2 separate regions of the Capra hircus genome follow, and region 2 is linked to region 1. Evidence: chromatin contacts called from public Hi-C data. All regions are on one chromosome and are shown on one strand. The core of a region is the stretch at or near the end of the contact, and the rest is flanking DNA. Distances in the headings are between cores, read along the strand shown. Region 1 overlaps PEX14 (peroxisomal membrane protein PEX14). Region 2 holds the start of LOC102187615 (centromere protein S).

Region 1 (2,968 bases), core at 138-2,637:
CTCAGTAACTCTGGCTCATGGGCTTAGTTGCCCTGTGGCCGGCATGTAAGATCTTATTTCCCAAACCAGGTATCAAACCTGTGTCCACTGTATTGGCAGGCAGATTCTTAACCACTGGACCACCAGGGAAGTCCTTTAAAATCAGTCATTATCTTATGTGAAAGAATCTTCATGCAAAAGCTGCTTTTACAGGGTGACCTAAAGGGGGTTATTCTGTATGACAAATTCAGCAAATCCCCCACAAACCTCCAGTTTGTGAAGCACTGGATGTCATGCTTTGGGCAGCCATGTGCCCTGCGCTCTCCAGGATAATTTCAATTTAAAATACTCTAGCCCCTTGTCAAACCATGCAGACCAATTTGGGTTTGAAGAATCCACTGTCGTAGTTAACCCCACTCTGCGCTGAGAAGCCGCGGGAAGATAAAGTGGTGCTCGGTCTGAGAAGGACGCGCTCATGGCCCTCCCTCCTTCCCTCCCAGCTCTCCTTTCTTTTATGGTTTGTAGTTATAACCAAGATTTATGCCTGTTGCTCCACAAATCTTCTCCCTGCCATTATGAGTTTGTCTGCGCAGTCTAGAGATGGGCTGACACTGAGTGATGCTCAAGGTAAATCTGCGAGGGGCGCTCCTTGACTCCGAGTCAGCCAGGAGCCGACTCCTGGCCCCTGTGGACGGGAAGAAGACGTGCTGCCACCTTTGTGACCTCTTGCCTTGGTGACCTTGGTGGCACCGCTTTCCTGCTTATGTTCAGAGAGTCTGTGGGGTGGCACCAAGAGGCCTTTCTCTGTGTCTGCTCTGGTCCAGTCGGGCCACAGCAGCACATCTCCAGGGGCAGGGCTGCCGTTTCCAGCTTGGAGGGGAGGAGCTGCTGATGGAATCCAGCACAGAGGTTAACGATTGTACATGTGTGAGTACCCAGTCACTAAGTCATGTCCGACTCTTTGTGACCCCGTGGACTGTAGCCCTCTAGACTTCCCTGTCCATGGGATTTTCTAGACAAGAATACTGTAGTGGGTTGCCATTTCCACCTCCATAGGATCTTCCCGACCCAGGGGTTGAACCTGCCTTTCCCATACTTGTAGATGGATTCTTTACCACTGGGCCACCTGGAAGCCCTGGTCATACATAGACACGGTTTAGCTTTTCCACAGTTTGCTGAAAATGGGTTTACTAGACGTCTTCTCCCCCCTTTCCTCATACTTTGTATTTGCTGTATCCTTTTGTGTGTACCTTTGACTCATTTCAAATCTCTTGTGAAATGAAGTGGCGGCACCAGGAAATACATGCTTTAAGAAAAGTGTCAAGCTTGCATTAAACACTGACTAGCTGTCATGGCGCTGGGAAGCTACGCACCAGGCCTGGGCCCTCTGGCCCGTCCCTGCCTGGTCACACCCACACCCACACGCCTTCTGCAGACCAGGAGGGAGTCAGCTTGTCTTCAACCTAAAGGCCAGTTGATTTGTTAGCGAATTAGGCCATTTTATTAAATATCCTGTAAACAGGTGAAGTATAATGTGAACAGAGGGATCAACAAATATGGTGTGTTTTGTAAATACAGATGTAAAAAGAGGATTCTGTGAAAACTAAGCCGAATGTTTTGTTAAATGCAAATTCCTAAAAAGGTTGCTGTCCTTTTAGATGTGAGTGGAGAAGATACTAAAAATCTTGAAGCATTCTGTACTTAAGTTTGCTTTGCTAATGTCTTTTAAAGGCTTACTTTGCTTTAGAAATTGTGAAGGGTGTATTACAGGTGAAGTTTATGCAAGAAAGACGTCTGGGAACTTCAGTCTGTGGGCCCACACTCAAAGAAAAGCTCTTGGCTTCACATCAAAAGATTAGCAAATGACTGCGTTTGTTTATAGGTTTTAAGTTCATGTGAAATGTTGAAGGTATGTAGATAGACTCCATTTTTAATGATTCTCTGCTTTAACCGATTTTTCGATTAACTAACCTATTACTAGCTCTGATCACCGAGGCCGGAAGGACTTCTGCTCTGTGATGTGCTGGCCTCTGTGCTGGTTTCTTTGTTTTCATTATCTTGTTTCATCCTAACAATTGGTGAAGATCCCTCTTCCTCGGGGTACAGTGAGGAAAACAAGCCCAGGTTCCCATAGCTAGTCAGCAACAGGATTGTGGTGTAAACCCCAAGATCTTGAGCAGGCTGGGGTAGCAGGCGGGCAGCGTGCCCACCTCGCGGGGCACAGAGGTGTGGGAGACTTTGGCTTTAGGCTTTTTTAGACTTTATTTTTATTTTAGGCTTTGGCTTGTTCAGGTGCTGCCTGGTGAGTCTGTGCTTCTCTGAAGCCGCTGCCTTCATGCACTGTCGCTGGTTGGAGTCTTTTGTGCGCATCTTAGCTGTTGAAAAGGCACCTATTAATTTATCACAGGTGATGTGGGCCTCCTTGTGCTTGGAGGAGGCGTCTGCACCCATGTACCTCACTAATGACGGGTTACGGGATGGAGGCGAGATAATAGGATCTTTTCATCTCGTCTGTCGAGCACGGTGCTGTGTCCCTGGTAGCTCCTAGGGGGCAGCAGCTGCTTGTTGTTCCCTCTCCTGCTGGCAGAGGGGAGGGTCCACAACTGAGTGCTTTGCGTTCCACGCCACAGAAGTCAAGAAACTGCAGACTTTGGGATCTTCCTCTCTGGCTTTCCCTGCCCCTCAGGTAAATCCTTTATCTGTGTCTCCATCAACAGTCACAAGTCCTTCACTGTCCGTTAAGGCAGCAAAGGCCACTTGCTTTGAAGATAAGAGACTAGAGATGTCTTCAAGAGAGTGAAACCTCTTTGTCACATCTTACTTGTTGCCATTGATAACCCGCTCCAGTACTGTTGGTGTTCTGAAAGTTTCCCCCGTGAACACGGGTCTGTATTCTATTGGGAACACTGCTCTCATGTGGTTGATTATCTGTTCTGCCTGTCAGCACATCCCTTCACTTCCCCCAACCCCCCATCCCCACCCCAAGCCG
Region 2 (3,027 bases), core at 204-2,703, 64 kb before region 1:
CAGTTGTGTCTGACTCTGTGACACCGTGGACTGCAGCACACCAGGCTTCCCTGACCATCACCAACTGCCGGAGCTTGCTCAAACTCATGTCCATCGAGTCGGTGACACCATCCTGCCAACTCATCCTCTGTTGTCCCCTTCTCCTGCCTTCAATCTTTCCCAGCATCAGGGTCTTTTCCAATGAGTCAAACAGTCTGCTGCTGCTGCTAAGTCGCTTCAGTCGTGTCTGACTCTGTCTTTAGTTCCCCATAGATGGCAGCCCACCAGGCTCCCCTATCCCTGGGATTCTCCAGGCAAGAACACTGGAGTGGGTTGCCATTTCCTTCTCCAATGCATCATAGTCTAGTTTGTAACAAATGCTGAGTTCAGCTTCTTCATACTGGTTGCTTGAAATCTGGCAATAGTGGGAGTATTTACACCAAGGAAACCTGCAAATCAGGGTTTAATTCCTTGTTGACTGCTTACGGAAGTGGGGGGGGGAGGTGGATGTTAATAATGCAGATTGAACTTGAATGTGCATGGTGTCTGTACCCTTTGTAGCATGAATAGCATAAGTTGAGGAAATATTCTTCCAGTACTTGACACTATTATTCAGTTCAGTAGAGAAGTTTCTTCCTCACATCATCCAAAAATGAGTGAAACTTAAAGAGTGAAGCTGGGAAGGAGGAAAACTTTCTTCAGTTGAAGAAAGTTTGGAAGCAGTGCAGATCTGTTAGGTTTCGCTATTTTTCACTTCTTTTTTTTTTTAAGTCTTCACTGAATTTATTATAGGGCTTCCCTGATAGCTCAGTTGGTAAAAATAGTGCTTCTGTTTTCTCTTTTTGCCACAAGGCATGTGGGATCTTAGCTCCTGTCCCCGGGATTGAACTCCACTGGATGGACCACCAGGGAAGTCCCTTACTTCCGTGTTTTTTTTTTTTTTTTTTAAATTCATGGCCGCCTGGCATGCGGGTTCTTAGCTCCCACACCAGGGATTAAATCCGCACCCCCTGCAGTGGAAGTAAGGAATCTTAGCCATTGGACCGCCAGGGAGTCCTGGTAAGTCCCTTAATTCTTAACATAAAGGAAAATCAGCTAACACTTGGGTCAAAACTATATTCCTTTGGCAACGGCAATGGGGTGAGAAACTTTTCGCTGAAGGGGATAGAAATCAAACACTTACCAGTGATCTGACTTTGTGACACTATAGAATTATAAAAAACTCACACTAGATTTGGCAAGGCATGTCGAGGTTGCAGTCGCATGGAATTTACAATCGACTTGCGAACCCTTGTCCCTACACACACTGTTTCTGAGAACTGGTGTTGACAACTGTGCGGGGCGCAGAGTTGGGCCTGAGGTCCCCGGGGAGCTTGGCTGGGGCCAGGCGGGCGCAGGCGCGCTGTGAGGCCCCCTTCCCAGAGTCGCCGCCAGGGGGCGGGCGAGGCAGCCGGCAGCTTCGCGCTTTGGCCCCCAGCGCGGCCCGTCGCCCGGCCCGGCGGCGGGAAAATCCCACCAGATCTCCCAGGCGGCCGCGTCTTTCTGTCCTGGCGCGCCTGCCAGGATCCGCCCGTGGTGATGACGGAGGAGGAGGAGTGGTCCGAGGAGCAGCAAAGCTTCTCTTACCGACAGGTACAGGAGAATGGGGTCCTGGCGGGGCTGGGGAAGGACGGCGTCGAGATTCTGCGGGGAAAAAGGCGCCGCCTCAGCCCAGCCTCGTCTTCCTACCGAGGCCCCAGGTCGGAAGTCGAGCTCGGCCGCCTCCGGCCTCTGGCGCCTGCGCATGAGCCGACCCGGCTGCCGCGGGGGGTGCTGGGAGACGGTTTCCTAGGTTTAGCGGGTCGGAGCTTGGGGTGGCTGAGTGAGAGGGAAGATTCGGGGAAGATACCTGCCGTGCACCGGGAGTCCGGCGGCGGAGGCCCCTCTGGCTTTGTGACAGGCTCAGTCTCCTCGGACAGGGTTGTTCTGAGGCACGCAGCACGAGCTCTAAAAATGTTGGCTCCTCGAATCGGTGGGTCCATCCTGCGGGGGAGGAGACGGCCCCGGAACCCATCGGATGTGGGTTCGAATCTCGACTCCGCACAGAGTGTTGTGTTGACTCTCCCCGAACTCATTTTCCTAGATGGAAAAATCAGGGTGATAATAACCAGCTCTCGGCGTAGTTGCTGGTATTCAGTCCTTCACTTAGCACCGCGAATAAATACCGTGTGGGAGAGTCGTGAGAAAAACCAAGAATCTCAGAGGCTTAACCGAAGAGAATTGAGAATGAGGTCAGGAAAGGGGCGCTTCCTAAATTTCAGAGGCTGTTTACCCACTGTCTCCCTTTATTTTGAAGTTCGAGCCTTCAGAAAAGGTTGCAAATTAGCCCATTCATCACCCATGTGCCCCTCACCTAGATTAACCAGTTAACATTTTGCTGTATTTGCTCCCTTCTTTTCTCTAAATTATTTGAGAATTAAATACACTTGATGCTTCACCTTTAAATTTTAATGCTTTAACATGGTTCTTCCAAGGTCATAATTCTGATCACATTCAAGAGGCTTGATAATTAATAAAATCCTATTATCTAATATGAATCCATATTCAGTTTTCCCCAGTTGTCCCAAAGATATTCTTTCATGGTCTTTTTTTCCTTCACCCAGGATCCAGTTGGGGATCATGCATTGTGTCTAGTCCTGGCTTTGGTCTCTCCTGGAACGGTTCTCCACCTCCTTTGGGTTTCATGACATTGGTAGTTTCGAAGAGTCCATTCATGGCAAAGATGTGGGAGATAAACTCTTTGAGAGCAGGGACTGTTCTTTTGAGTTTTGTGTTCTCATCCCCTAGTACAGAGCCTAGCTCTCAACAGACAATAAATGCTTACTGAATAAGTGAGTCAGGCTGCAAAGATGGACTGAGAAATTTGAACCTCATCCTCTGTGCAGTGGTGACCTGATGGAGGATCCCACTGTTCACTCAGCCAGGTGTTCTTGGCACTGGGTGGACAGCCATGAACAGTACTGAAGGATCCTGCCCTTGAGGAATTTAGAGTCTATGGACTTAACCTCT

Evidence for each region. Hi-C and Micro-C count contacts between places; a contact is called where the count stands out from the background.
Region 2: a contact with region 1 is called in a Hi-C map of liver, with 2.4 times the contacts expected there. The contact joins the promoter of LOC102187615 here to the enhancer-like site in region 1. A contact is called at or near these places in 2 of 5 Hi-C or Micro-C datasets (blood and liver).

The regions. Positions count from the first base shown.
Region 1 is chr16:41,576,035-41,579,002 of ARS1.2, reverse strand. The region is part of intron 2 of PEX14 (peroxisomal membrane protein PEX14); the gene reads left to right. Among named protein-coding and RNA genes, the nearest start is that of PEX14, 23 kb to the left of the region's middle. Within about 2 kb of position 1,387, at least 1 of the 5 cell types and tissues checked has an H3K27ac peak or open chromatin away from gene starts, as enhancers often do.
Region 2 is chr16:41,640,098-41,643,124 of ARS1.2, reverse strand. It overlaps LOC102187615 (centromere protein S), which reads left to right and starts at 1,453. Exons shown (of 5, transcript XM_018060360.1): 1 at 1,453-1,611. The coding sequence starts at 1,558. It overlaps LOC108637773 (a long non-coding RNA gene), which reads right to left and starts at 2,397. Exons shown (of 3, transcript XR_001919287.1): 1 at 1,606-2,397.